Regions from separate parts of the Arachis hypogaea genome. Here region 2 is linked to region 1. The links are chromatin contacts, called in public Hi-C maps. All regions are on one chromosome and are shown on one strand. Each heading gives the region's core, a stretch centred on a gene start, on an enhancer-like site or on the middle of the called end of the contact. The rest is flanking DNA. Distances are from core to core; before and after follow the strand shown. Region 1 holds the start of LOC112697144 (NAC domain-containing protein 83). Region 2 holds the start of LOC112697146 (glycerophosphodiester phosphodiesterase GDPD1, chloroplastic).

Region 1 (7,755 bases), core at 3,223-5,722:
ACAACATTGAGTCAATTTTAAAACGTTAGGGACGTAAATAGGACGATTGAAACGTTAGGGACAATTTTGAGATTTACCCCAAACGTTGGGGACAAAAACAATACTTTACTCTATAAAACATTTTAAACTTTGTAGTTATTTTTTTATTTTTTTATTTTTTTTGAATTTTTTAAAAATTTGATTATAAACAAAAATAGTATAATAATTCTCTTATTTTTGTTTTTTTATGAAAGATAGAGAAACTCAAGTCCACAACTTTTTAAATGAGTATAAAGAGACTATATCATTCGAGGTATACCTCATTAGCATAATAATTCTCTTAATTAATAGTTTAATACCTCAGAACATCAAATTGAGATATAGCAATTCTCTCTTTTTTTTTCCATCTTATTTTAGGTTCGTTTTATATCCTCGTTATGCGTATTCACTTTTATTTAATTTTTACTATGTCTGGTCAGAATCATGTTACACGCAATTAAAGACCTCATTACATCAATTGTAGGTAAAAATTAAGTTTTATAGCAATATTATAGTATAGCTTAATTGTTCACTATACCATTGAAAAAATATTTATAAATATCCAATGTGGTCCAGCATCACTTGTTGTAGGAATGAGATTCATTTTGAAAGAAGTTGATGGAATCTCCATATCTTCGGTTATTTGTAAATATTCCCATTTCTTTTTAAGCATGTTACGATATAGTTTTGTAATAAAGTATGGATTTATATTGCCATGATTGTCATTACTCGTTAATATTCTATATCTTTATTCCTTAATTTTAAAAATAATAAAAAAGAGTAAATATTATTTTTGATACCTTACTATTTGTCTGAATAATAAAGAGATTTTTCACAATTCAAAAAAATTTTAATCAATTTTAAACGATTTAAGTAACTAGTTTAAACGATAATATATTAATGTATCAGGATTTTTTAGACTATAGTAAAAAAAAACATTTAATTAATTATTCAAATGGTAAAAATTAGTTATAGATAAATTATAAAAAAAAAAACACTTTAACATTCAGATAAATAATTTGAGACTAAAAATAACATTTATTATTATTATTATTATTATTATTATTATTATTATTATTATTATTATTAAAGAGCTAATTTAATTTGTAAAACGTGGACAGCATAGAGATTTAGTTAGACAAGAATCTTATTCTATAGAAGCATAGGTAGGGGTTGCGTTATCCAAGCTTGGAAGAGAACCATTATTATAGAAATGTTTTGTGGCTTATTGTTCCCTTCTACTCAACCAACACAATTTTATTTTTCTTTTTTGTTCCTTGTTCACTTTGCTAACTCAACAAACGCCAAGTTTTATATTTCAAATATTCTCTTATCACATCCAATTTTTATTCAGTGCAATGCATCAAGAAACAATAATGGAGTATTATATAGTCCGCTAGTAGAAATCAATACAAATTTAATCCAATAATTACTAATAATTTTTAAGCCACCGATTATTATTAGTTCGCATTACCTAGAATACTTTAGCTGCGTTTGGTTCAATTGTTTTTATTTAAAAAAAAAGCAATAAAAAATAATAAAATATTTTTTTTATTTTCACAGTTATTTTTTTTTAAATTATAAAAACAAAAAAATACTAAAAATAGAAACAGAAAATAAAAAATACAAATCAAATACAATTGTCTGCAAGAGTGATACATAAGCTATTTACTTTAAAAAAAAAAAAAACTTAATTTTAATGGCTTTTACACTGTTGGAGTTAAGGTTCTTTAACACAAAATATTCAATATAAATTATGCATGTCATTATATTATTGAAACTGGTTCAGATCTTATAAATGTCTCTTGCATATTTAAGTCTATGATCTATCAACCCTTATTTCACTACAAATATTTTCTTTAAAATAATTTCTAATAATTAATGTCTTTGATTCAAAAGATGAAGTGTTCAAATTTTAGAATGATCCCTTTAAATATAATAAATACATATGATGTTATCTAATTGATTGGCCGGATATAAAACACATGCTGATGGCGTATCAACACTAATCTATAATTCTATATAAAAGATTTACCCTATATTTTATTCCTTCCTTAACCATAAATACTCAACGATTTTTTACATATATATCTATCTTCTCTCCTTTTCATCCTCACTTCCATATAAAGTAGAATATCTCTCCCCTTTTTCTTTTTTCTTTTTCATTTATATTTTTTTTATACTCAAAAAGAAAGAATTTTATGAATGGGGTATTGAGTTCTCCTATTGAAAGAAGGATTCGAATCAAATTCATGTGCGGATGCGCTCAAAACAAAAATGTTACATTCAAATTAGTATCTGAGATATCAACTTAAACTTAAATATACTAAAGAAATTAAATAAAAAATAGATAAAGTTTATATCTAATTAACCTTAATAAACAAATTGTATTTCTTGAAATTAAAAAAAAATTAAGCCACACTAACATCCTTGTGGTGATGCTTAATTAATTGTGTGCTTGCTTACTCATATGGCATCACTCATTTTATTCATTCATTTATTTTCATAAAGTTCATGATTAGATAATACAGAACCCTTTTCCCTACTTTCATTGGATGCCTCCCTTTTGCATGTATTCCTTCGTTTATTATTACACTTTGGATTTTTTTTTTTACCTTTTCTCCTTTTTTTCTTTTCCAACAAAAATCATTAGCCTTCTGAGGAACAAAAGCTAGAAAGAATTCCGAGCATAAATTTATAATGACCTTTTTACTTTCACCCTGTCATTATAATTATTCTTGACTTGAACAAAAACGCATAACATCATGATTTTAAATTGTAGTTGCAGTCATATTTATAATTGCAAAAAATAAAAGACTATAAAATGGTAGCAAATAAATTAAAGCATATATATTTGCGAAGAGTACTACTAATAAAATTATGAACAAGTTGCTTCTTATTATTATTATAACCACCACCAAATGTTAGAGCCCTTGATCACAAAATAAACGCCCATATACAATTCTCATTTGCCTAATCTCTAATGACTAAAAAGGAAAAAAAAAAAGTTGTTAATGGGTATCCAAAGGGCTCTAAATGATTTTTCTCATACTAGTAAATTAAAAGACCTATGCTGCAAGCAACTCCTATTGAATTTCCTAACTCATTTGAACAATTTTTGCTGCTCTAATAATTAATTTGTAACAGAGGATTCATTAGATGAAGTTGGTGAAAGAGGTCCTGTGTTAATTCCACTTATCTCATCTGCAAAATTTACTTCACTTGCTCTTTCTGCTTCTTCTTCTTCATCATCATCACTGCTTTCCTCGCAAGAAAACTTTGCCTTCTTGTTCCTCCTCTTATCCTTCTTCAGATATATTTTGTAGCCAGCCCATGATGACATTATCTGTTTCCAAAAACCACATGTTATGAATATGAAATATATACCAAAATAATTATTCAGATAAGATAATGTGGCATAGTATATGGCAACATGATCTTTCATTTTGCATTTAGATTCTATCTTCTAAAGAAATGAATTACCTGAGAGGGGTTGAGAAAAACACGGAACTCAAACATAACCCACTTAGTTTTAAGAAATTGAGTGCGGTTCTTCTTCCTCCAAAAAACAAACTTGGTCTTGAACCCAATGAGTTTGTTGTTGTTATTTAGAAGCTCCTGATTCCCTTTCCCCACCCTTTTCCAGTGCCCTTTCCCTGCTTCAATCTTGTTATTGTCTTCAAACACACGCTCTTTCAGATCAAAGTAAAAGTACTTTGTCTCCAGAAACACCTTTCCTCCTGAAAAACAAATAATTAAATTGGAAAAAGAGACCACAAAAGTAAAAAAATTCATTCAGGTTTAAGGGCTCAAGAAAGGACTAACGGTAATAAAAAATTAAGAATTAATTTAAGAAAATGTTGATCACGTAATTTCTTTTTTTAATTTTTAATGAGTGTGAAAATACTGATTATTAACGAGGTAACCATAAACAACACTGTCATAGAAGATTTAATATTGAAATAAATAAATACATAAAGAACTGGAAAATATTATTTAAATATATATATTAATTTACACGAACCTGAAGGGAGATTCTTGGGCTCAGTGTTGAAGACATCGAAGACAGGAACAACATCAAAATCCAATGTTTTTGAAAGGGCCTTGTTTTTGAGGTAGCAAGAGACAAAAACCTCGTCAGAGGGGCAGAATCTGTAGCCAACGGGCAATCTAAGAGAAGCATAAGAGGAGTTTGTGGCCAACCTGTTATCCATCTCAAAGAAGAAGAAGAAGAAGAAGAAGAAGGGGGGTTTGAGTGGAACTCCCCTTTGGAAGAAGAAGATAGAGGGATTTGAAGGATGAGACAAAGAGCAGTGTTGTTTTATGTGTGAGGACAGAGAAAAGTGGGTGTGGGTTAATTTATAGATACAAGACATGCAGTGCTATCAAAGAGAGAAAGAGGCAAAAGTGGAAGGATCATAACTCCAATTATGACCCAGCAATATCCTTAATTCCTTGTTTGACTTTCTAAGGGACCTTTTATCTGCTTTTAATTTTATTCTCTCTCTCTTCTATTATGATTTATTGGCTTATAGCACTGTGGACTTCTATTATGATTTATTCTCTTTCTTCTGTTAATCTTAAAAGTATTTATTGATAGGAGAATTTAAGAGCCACTAATAATGAATGAGATAGACAGTCGTTACAACTCAAAAATATTTTGAAAATTCTTTTTTAAGGACAAAGTCATACCAATCACTTTATTTATGGTCCAATGCTCGTGAGAATGAAAGATCTCGTTGTTCCTCGAACGCCAAATCCACCAGAGACCAGAAAAGAATCTAAAGGGACGCTGTTTGCTATTATGTAAGAACCAACTCATTAAATTCACTGGTTGATCGGAAATCCCTAAAGTTTGCCAAACTAATTGGGTTTTTGGACAATCCCGAATACAATATAAAACCGATTCCTGACCTGAGAAACATCGTGGACAACTATCCATGTTCGAAATGCGCCTCCTAAAATAAAATGCAGCAGTAGAAAGAGCCTCCCGAAGACATAGCCAGGCCAAAAATTTGTACTTTTCTGAAACATGTTGACGCTAAAGCCAAAGCTAATTACCTCTATCCTCCCAAGTAAACATCTTACTGAGCCATAAATAACCACTACGAGCATCATAAACCTTTGAAGCCGCACCAGTCCAACACCAACCGACCTCTAAACCAGCTTGAACATCCGGGTTGTAAGAGTTAATGTTGCTCTGCAGAGACTGATTCAGAGGAGAATATATATTCTCAAGGTTCCACTGTCCAGATGACCAAAGGTCCAAGATCCTGATATCTGAATCAGAAATGTGAACATAATCCATCTCCTAACACAGTTGCCTCTCTCTTCTCAATTTAGAAAACCAAAATTTAAAATGTCTTATTTGAATCCAAAAAATTTCATTTAACTTTAATATAGTCTCACCGTAAAGTTAAAGTTAAATAATTAATAGAATGTCCTACATGACAACAGTACAAGAACAAGGTTGATAATATTGAGAACAAATACAAACTTCAGATGCACAAAATCAACCATACATCAATACATTTATTTATCATTCTTCTTACAATTTAAATGAAATATTTTCTATAGAATTAAGGAGAATGATAAATCAATATATTGATGCATCCACGGTTAATTTTGTGTTTTTGGAGCTCGTATTTGTTCTCCAGGGCTGCGTTTATTTATAGAGACAGATACTAAAACAGGGACATAGAGACACAAAATTGTGTTTGACAGAGGAGGCAGAGACAATGTGTCCAGAGATACTGAATTAGTGTATTTTGTGTCCATCCTAACAGGAAGGACAAGGAGACACTAACAAAGGACACAACTTATTTTTCATTTTTTCTTTCATTATCCTTGTTAATTTTTTATAATTATATTTTTTATTATTATAATTTTCGTCTCAAATTTTTTGAATGAAAAAAAACGAGAATAAATTTGATTTTCATAATTTATTTTAGTTTATCACCAAACAAGATACAAGAACACAAAATTTTGTGTCTCTGTTCTTTGTGTCTTGTTCTCAGTGTATTGTCTTGTCCTGCTCTCAGAAACAAACGCAGCCCAAATTATCGACCTTGTTATTGTACAACTGTCATGCAGGATATTTTGTTAATTATTTAACTTTGACCTCACAATGAGACTACATTGAAGCTAAATGATTTTTTTTATTCAAATAAGATACTTTAAATCTTAAGGACTAAAACAGGATTATGCCCAAATATAGGAGACCAATTTAATACTTTATCCTTTAAAAATAATAAATTCTCATGCACCTAACATTTCTCTTATAGTAGTGCTATAGAGTAAATTAGCAAAATAATACTCGAAAGTTTTTATCGCTGACAAAAAGAATCCCAAAAAATGCTAATAATAAATAAGTTCTCGAAAGATTTTAAAATACAACAAAAAAACTAGATATCAAATATATATACTAAAAAAAAATTTTAGAGATTATATTTTGATACAAATTTTTGTAATTATTATTAGAAAAATAAAATATTTTATTTTTAAATTTGATAATTTTATGTTAAATGAATTTTTTTAAAAAATATTTTGAATTATCATATTTTTTAAAAATAAAAAAAGAATTTCAGAACAAATTTTGCTCTGATTTTTTTTACTTTCTAAATATTTATTTAAATATTATCACAAAAATTTAAATCAAATGAATAAATTGTTTGTTAAATATAAAAATTTTTTGTCACTTACAAAAATATAATAATTATTATTTATTTATTTTCGAATCATTCAAGAACTGTTTTGTTGATAATATTTTTTAAAGACTTTTTGTTGGCGGTTGAATTTTTTTAGGACCAAATTAATAGTTAAATTTAGTGTAATCTTAATAAATCTTTTTGGTATCCAGATTCAATTAAATTAGTCCAACTAAATCACACAATTTTTTTACTTGTTACTTTATTTTTTTAATTTCTTTTTCTGATGTTGTTATTATAATTTTATATATATAAATTTTGTATTTTCTACCTCTTTTTGTTTTTTATTCACGAGAGAAACAAACAAGAAGAAAAAAAAAAGATGGGGAAAAAATTTGAGATGAAAATAAAATAAAAAGTATTTTTTGTGTTTTTCGTCTATAAATTTTTGTGTTTAATTTTAAATATTTTTTCCTAAATATTTCTATGTTTGTTATAAGAAATTATAAAAACATACTTAAATTTTAGTTGGATAATGCAAAAATTATTTTAAATTGTATAAATTTTTGAGTGAAATAATGAAAAAGAAAAATACACAAAATTTTAGTTGAAAAATGCAAAAAATTTAGTTGTGTAATACATAAATTTTTTTTAACTTGAATAATAAAAAAGAAAAAATAATATTTTTTTGAAAAACACATAAATTTTAGTTACAAAACACCGAATTGTAGTTGCATAATATATTAATTATTTTAAACTATACAGATTTTGAAGAAAGATAAAAGAAATAGAAGGAGGAGAGTGTGCACAAAGAATAAGAAAAAAAAAATACGTGTGTAAATAGAAATTTGTTAGACCTAATTATTAAAATATTTGGTCACTCAATATTTTGGTATGATCTATAAATAAATTTAAAGTTAAATTACTCCAAAAATTCTTACAATTTTTTTTAAATTTATGATTAATTCTTTATATTTTAAAAAATTTTAACTAAGTCTCTACATCAGTTTTAAATTTGTCACTAAATCCTTTTAACAATAAATATTATAAAAATATTTTTATTTATCTAGCATCACTAGTGAATATATTT
Region 2 (7,755 bases), core at 2,404-4,903, 210 kb after region 1:
ATGTAATAATCACCCTTTTTTTGGTCCTCCTCCTGCTACCTACAAATCGCAGACAGCTATTTTTACTTTATTCCAATATGCCAATAAAACACAGGTGCATCATCATAATCGCTCGTAACACCAAACTTCAACCACTACTGCCCCAAGAAATGTGGCATCTTTTCCTAACCGCTTTTGTATTTTGCAATTTTGTTTATTTTGATGCCGACAGAGGATCTGGCAGTAGTACGCATGCCGTTTGCTTCTTGTTAAGTTTTACTGTAAGCAGAATTTTAAAAGATTTTTTTAATTATTGGAAATTTCAGAAACGTATTGTTCATTCTTCATTTTGGAGACATGTCCTTAACATCCCTTAGCATCTACAAAGCTGTAATGGCCCATGGCGGTGAACAAGAAACAATTTAAGGCGCCATCCTAACACTAACCATATATCCAAACAATGTAAAGAAAAGTAATCTGATTGGGAAAACATGTATGGCACATAAAAGTTTCCATATTTCTCCATTAAAATGTACATACATACATCATGTAATGTTGAAATGTAAGTACGTTATATGGACACAATGAAGGGAAGCTGACAACTACGGTTTCTGAAAGAAGAGAGCCATCAAGCAATCACTTTTACATACACATTAAGAAGAAATATATACAATTTGCTTAAATCTCCTCTCAAACCCCCATTTGTGTATTTTTGTTATAACCAAAATGAAAAGGGGAAAAAAGCGACCCAAGGTAAAGTAAGTAGTGACTCCTAGACTATCTGTATGTATGAAAGGACCATAATCTCTCTTCAAATCTGCAACAACTGTGGAATCAGCTTGAAGAGAAAAGACATTTCCTCCTGCGAGAATTTAGGATTTGACTTCACCTGCAACTTCCCCATCCCTTCTATTTCAGCCAAGCCCTCTTCGCCACCCACCGCATTGTTGCTCACTGGCTTTATCATATTCGCAACGGCCTCTGTTATTTCTTTCACCAGATCAACAATCACCCCATCAATTCCCATAAGATGTTGCATGTAGACTGCCTCAGGAACATTGCTGCAGAAAATTACATTGAACAAAAATAATGTGAGAACAAGAACAGGAAGTAAAAACAAAGGCAAAACCGCAGAATCGTAATTAGCATACTTTAGTTTTCCGTAAGTAAGAAGGCAAAGCGAGGACTCCTTGATCTTGCTTACGACTCCGGGGTTCCTGAAAACCCCTTTGATCTCAGAGACAATTCCTTGCAAATCATTCTCCAAGCAGAGCTTCAGGGCCTCCTCTAAAGAATTCCTTCTCACATCCTCATAGATTTCACATCCTCCGTTAGTCAAGAAGAATACCTGACACATAATCATCAGATTAAAATCCAATCAAAAAACATGTCAAAAGGTAAAGGAAAAAAAAATTCTTAAGTACAATGAGAATATCAAGAGGGCTTACAGGGTAGGTGCTTTGCAATTTACGAACAAGTATTGCAGCATCTGGCTGAAAAGTAGAGAATATGATAGGCCTGTCCTTGGCATGTTCAAACACAATCTGCACAACCGTTCAGAGCTTATTATAATTTGTTCCATACTTCCTTTAATCAAAGAGCAACTGAGGTAAAACCGGTTTAAAGATTGGCAAAATTCAGCGTGACAAAGTACTACTTGAGTCGACATGGAGTTTACATGAGTGGCTAGAGCTTTAGAATAGGTTTTGTGAAATTCTTATAAGGGACTTTCATAATCATTCTAAGTATTATTACTTCTGTCTTTGTCAATGTACTCTTTTGGACAAGAAAAAAAAAACACTAGTCGTTTTTGGTGAATAATTATCAATGTTTTTAGCGACCAACTCGGAAGCAATTTTTCAGAGGGTCAAACTAGTTAGTTAGTAATTATTTAATATATATATATATATATATATATATATATATATATATATATATACCTTCAAGACAGCCTGAAGGACATGGACAAGATGATCTTGCTGGTAAACAATGTGGTCATCGAACTTAAGCTCAACGTTGAAACCTATAGAGGGTTTAACGTTGACAAAAGCTTCCTCGAGAGTGCAGAGTGGGTCATCCTTTTCAACGTCCCACTTGAGTATATTACCCTCCTTTGTTTTCCTCAGCAACTTTTTCCCTTCCTTTCCAGCCTCTCTTTGAGGACCGTACGAAAGGAACTCAGAGAGGGTTAGATCCGTCATTCTCGTCTGAAACACATTACCCTGAGAAAAAGTTTAAGAGTCACAACTATTCAAAATAATAACAATATAAAGATATAAATAGATAATGGAGAACGGGAAAATGGAGAACTTACGTTCTCTTCGGAAAAGATGAAGTCGTCGTGGAAAATGACCGGGTAGTCATCTTTTGTCACCTACAAAAACACATTTCCGCTTTAACTTTTGTTTTTTTTTTTTTTTTTCGTTCTTCATTTCAGCTTCAACTTCTTAAGCCAAGTCAAATTTTTATATTTTAAAAGAAAAAAAATCCCCACACGAAAGTGGGGACACAAAAACAAACAAACAAGCAGCCAATCAGTACCGATCCACCTGATTAATAGAAAACGATAGAGCACAAAACCCATACCACACCGCACGGAAAAGAAAAAAAAGGAAAAAAACAAACAAAAGTATATTCGTCTTTTTCTTTCAGTAGTTTCTTTGTAGAAAAGACAAGAAATAATAAATCTGGCCTATTTTCCAGGAAATGCCACGATGCGAAAAATGCAGGGGCAAAACGGGAAATAAAGAAAACGAGTGGCATGTGTTATATTAAATTGGAGAAAAACGCGGCGAGGGAGCGTCGTTTCGTTCCCCGCTCGCGCGGCACCGGAAAAAGAAAGAAAGATAGAGAAAAAAAGAAAACACGAGAACACAGGGTTGAATTTCATCCATTCCTTTTTTTAATTTCGAAATTAAGAAAAGAAAAAACCAAAAATAGAAAGAAAAAGAGGTACCTGAACGTCGAATTCGATGAAATCGAGAGGGAAAGCAGCAGCGGCGTTGAAGGACATGATTGAGTTCTCCTTGATGGCTCTCATTCTCCGATCCGACGACTGCAACTGGTTCATGCCGTGTCCCCTGTGCCCTACCACCACAAACTTCGGCATCTTCAACTCACTCCGATTCATCTCCACTACACAGATAGCATTATAAAATTAATCAATATAATGATGCTTCTAATTATGAAAATTAATTAATATTGATAATATATACCGTTGGAGAAGCGGGTGGCGTAGGCGGTCAAAGAGGCATTCTCTGTGACGTGATCGAGGGAAGGGACGTCGGAGACGTGAACGGCCTTGAGAGCCATTAGAGAATTAAGAGAGAGAAAGAAAGAAAGAATAGAAAGAATAGAAAGGGAAAAAGAAAAAGAAAAAAAAAAAGAAGGGAAGAGGAGAGTGATGCAGGGAAATTTCGCAGAGAGGTTTGTTATTTCTTGTCGCTTTGATTCAAAGAATGGATGGGGGTGGTATTTATTGCTTGCGAAGATTGAATGAATGCTTTGGAAATAACATAGACGGGATCTTCGCGCCGAATATTCTTCGTTCCTTATGTCATATGCTCTTTGGATATTCCTATCCAACGACCCTACTTTTTTTATTTTTCGTTTCGTTAGGTTGCTTTTTTGGACCGTGACTTGTCTGTTATCAATTAAAATTTTGTTTTTTGGTTTTTATTTAGTTTTTTACTAACAAGGAGTGAATATATGCATTTATTTCATCTTTCCCCTATTCTAATTTAGCCACTGCCTGACTTGTAATGCGTGATTTGTTAGATAATTTTATCTAAACAGGATGAAAATTTTGTTAAAAGCGATAGGATTAAAAACATAAAAAACTTACTGAGTTACTTTTTTCTTATTTTTAAAATTAGTTACTCTTTTATAAATTAAATGAAAGTAAATTAACGTTAACACGTACTATCTAATCATTGTGGTTAAATTTAAAAGTTTTTAAAACAATTATAACTTGCACCTCATATATATGTAATGCTTAATTAAATTGTTCTAGAATATTATATATGTTATTTCTATGTTGTCAAGAAAATGTATCTTTTTTTAAGTTAGACGGTCTAAATATAATTTATTTTTAATATATATTTATATTTTAATATATAGTTGATATTAATAGTTAAAGATAGTAATAGATAAGATAAAATATGATTAAGATTTCATTCTAATCATATTAATAGATTAATTTTTTTACTAAAATTCAATATAAGTGTTATTTGTATTTGTGGCTAATTTAAATGTATACTTATACCTAATATAATTAAAATAAAAAATGAAAATTTTAAACTATATTTTTCACTATAGTCTAGATTCTAGACTCAAGATCACTAATTTTAATGTAATTCAAATTTATCAAGTTATTTAAAAGATTTAATTTTGAAGTCTATTCTAAAAAAATCATAAATATGTTGTATTTGATTAATTAAATACTTTAAGAACAGACTAATATTGTATTTAAGGGTGACAAATAGATGAGTTCGTCTCGTTCTGTTTTATCCGCCAAAAACCTGCTATCTGATAGATTAATTCGCTCATCACGTCTAGTGAGACGATTTTAAATTTCTCTCCAATTTCGTTTAACAACAATTACATTAATAGATTGACAGACTAAATTTGACAATTTTTTTTATTAATTTTTTAATTACTAAATCATTAAATATTAAATAATATATATAATTTTATAATCATTTTAATAAATTTATAATTTTTAAAAACATAAAAAAATTTAATTTCTAAATTCATAATATTAAAATTTTTATAATTCTAAATATATAATAAACATAATCATCAACCCGCCTTTATAACACGTAATGCGGATCATTCAGCTGGTTTCGATTCATTTACTACCACTACTTATACTAGAATGACTCATCACAGTAACGTTCACTTTAAAGGTAATAATAATAGTTTCATGGAGATAACCAGAAGATTCTACAACGAATGTGCAGCTTCTTTGTATTTTCTTTTTTTTTTTTTTCTTTTTGAAAACTGCGATCGATATCATATATGATATCTGTCAATGAATTTTTTTCCTTTTAAGAAATATTCTGAATTAGTCTCCAAAACTTAAGCGTCTGATATTTAATGTGTTCATAATTAGTTACATGTCATTCAATAGCAACGTTTATTGAAGGAAACATGGTTTAGTCACACTATGTTTGTTTGAGTGGAAAATGGAAGGAAAGAAAAGTGAGGAAAGAAAATAAGAAGGAAAATGATTATTTTTCATTGTTTAGTTGGAGAAGAAAATTGAGGGAAAAGAAAATGGATGGAAAAAAAAGTGGTGGGGCCCACCAATTTCTTTTCTCTCCAACATTGGAAAGAAAATGGAGAGAAAACTAATGTTTCCCTCTCTACTTCCAATACTACCCCTTCACTTTTTTTAATATATATTATAATATAGGGATAAGATTGTCTTTTTATAACATTTCTTTCTTTCTTATTTTCCTTCCAACCAAACACATCTAAAGAAAATAAAAATCCACTCAATTTCTTTCCTTTCTTTTCTTTCCTTTCTATTTCTTTCCTCTCTATTTCTTTCCTTTCAACCAAACATAGCCTCAAAGATTATCGTAAGATCATTTTTCTATATTTTCACATTAATTTTGAAGGTATTTTTCCAATATATCCGAGAAGTCGCACAATGATGCAAATTTTTTTTTTTTTGTCCCTGATGATGTTTTTTATTCAAGCAAATATTTAAATGAGAAGTCACATTTGTGGAGACAAGTTTTAAAGTATTTATTAACAGTAACAGATTCAAAAAATTTATATTAAAGACAAAAATAATATATATTATTATTAAAAGATATATTAATCGAAATTTAAAAAATTAAGCGTACATATCAATTATTCGAATACAAAAATAAAATAAAATTACATATAATAAAATAGAACGAAACATATTTTTTAAAATATTTTTTATTATTATTTCTAAAAATAATATATATATTATAAATTAGTAAATTAATTAATTAATTTTAAAATTTATATGTAACATATTATATATAATAAAATAGGACAAAAGATAAACAAATAAATAATAAGAATCACTAAATTGAGAATAAAATAAAATATATAAATTCATGAAGAGAATAAAAATTAGATTAATACATAAATTATAATTGCTTGAGTTAAAATTTTCAATTGAAAATATCAAAAAGAGAAACAATGAAATTGAAAGATACATAGAATCATAGAGAATTATATAAAAAAAATAGAGAATTTAAAACTTACTTTTTGATGAATAGAAGATGACCACTAAAAAAGAGTAGAAAAAAAAGGTTGAAAAATTATGAAACTAAGGAGAGAGTTTAAGAGAATAACGAAGTGGTGATAGTGGAATTTGAAAATGGGAGAAAACTAAATTTGATTAAGTTAACTAATAATCAAAATGATTGAAAGATAAAATGAATTTGAGAATTTAAATAATTGGACTAAATTTATTTGTAGTGGGATTATTTAAAATTTAAAATAGAAACATATATAATATGTATATTTTTTTAAAAAATAAAATAAAATAAAATAAAAGTGGGAGCAAAGTGCCCCCTCATTATACTACATAGGTTTGTCACTGCTTATTGACTATATACATAAGTTACAATAAAAAGAAGTATATGAAATGCAAGTTCAACAAAAATTAAGAGAATTCAAACATCAAATTGAAAATTTGAGAAAATATCGCCTTACAAATTAAAAGATTAAGTATTTTGATTTGTAGTATTATTTTTTAGGACAAGTTGTATAAATAAATCAAATTGGTTTTGAATTTATACTATTGTAATTTTTTGAAATAGGTTATATCTTTGTGTTTTTTTAATCTATATCCTGTAACGATTTACAATATGCATGTAATCTGTTATAGGGTATGGTAGATTACGTTAAAATGTGTGCAAAGCAAAAAAACCTACTACTAAATATTGCAATTTCTAAAGAAATTGGACTATACATAAACCGTTATACATAGAGTCCATCAATTTATATAAAAGCAGGAGTAGCGTAATTTACTGCATCATGTAGTAGATTATGTGTACGTGGATTCTCCCTATATATGAAAAATATTTAATATTAATATTTTTAAATACAAAAATAAATTATATTAATATTAAAAGATAAATATGAGATATAAGTATTAAATGAGATAAGGAAAAACTAGCAAAAGTATTTATGAAGTTTACGAACGCTGAGAAAATTACTCATAAACTAAGGAAATTAACATTATATCCATAAAAAATGGGTTCCGTACGACAAAAGTATCCAAACTATAACTTTTTATTAATTTTTTAATAAAATTCTCAAACTATCTCCGCCCTCAACTCACGTTTCCAACCTTCCATTACCCAACCTACACTTTTACAACACATACCCAAACCAAATCAATTAAATACCAAAAAAATCCAAAACAAAAAATTTTTTAAATTCACTCATCCAATTTCAAATTCACTTTAGAAAAACTAGAAGTAAAAACAGTCATCAACCATAAAAAACCAACAAATTTATTCATCCAATTTAAAATTTACTTCAGCAAAAACTAGAAACAGAAGTAGTCATCAAGTGGATCTTCTAAAACAATCTCAACCTTCATAAAAAACAGAAGCAAATTTAAAAAAAAAATAGAACAGTATCTTTTTAGTAGTAACTAAATCAATTTCTGAAAAGAAGAAAAATAAAATAAAATATGTTTTAAAAAAATACATTTTTCTTTGCCAGCTGTAACATTGTCGACGGCAGAACCTCCATTAGCAACGCCGTCTCCCTTTCTTC

What was found. A called contact is a pair of places that touch in the nucleus more often than the background predicts.
Region 2: a Hi-C map of leaf shows a contact between it and region 1, with 2.3 times the contacts expected there. The contact joins the promoter of LOC112697146 here to the promoter of LOC112697144 in region 1. A contact is called at or near these places in 2 of 8 Hi-C or Micro-C datasets (leaf and an unstated tissue).

What each region holds. Positions count from the first base shown.
Region 1 is chr6:100,510,639-100,518,393 of arahy.Tifrunner.gnm2.J5K5, forward strand. It overlaps LOC112697144 (NAC domain-containing protein 83), which reads right to left and starts at 4,473. Exons shown (of 3, transcript XM_025750191.3): 1 at 4,043-4,473; 2 at 3,502-3,758; 3 at 2,897-3,364. The coding sequence starts at 4,394. The coding sequence ends at 3,152.
Region 2 is chr6:100,720,393-100,728,147 of arahy.Tifrunner.gnm2.J5K5, forward strand. LOC112697146 (glycerophosphodiester phosphodiesterase GDPD1, chloroplastic) reads right to left here and starts at 3,654. Exons shown (of 7, transcript XM_025750192.3): 1 at 3,195-3,654; 2 at 2,936-3,114; 3 at 2,294-2,353; 4 at 1,920-2,201; 5 at 1,428-1,523; 6 at 1,131-1,327; 7 at 476-1,040. The coding sequence starts at 3,291. The coding sequence ends at 791.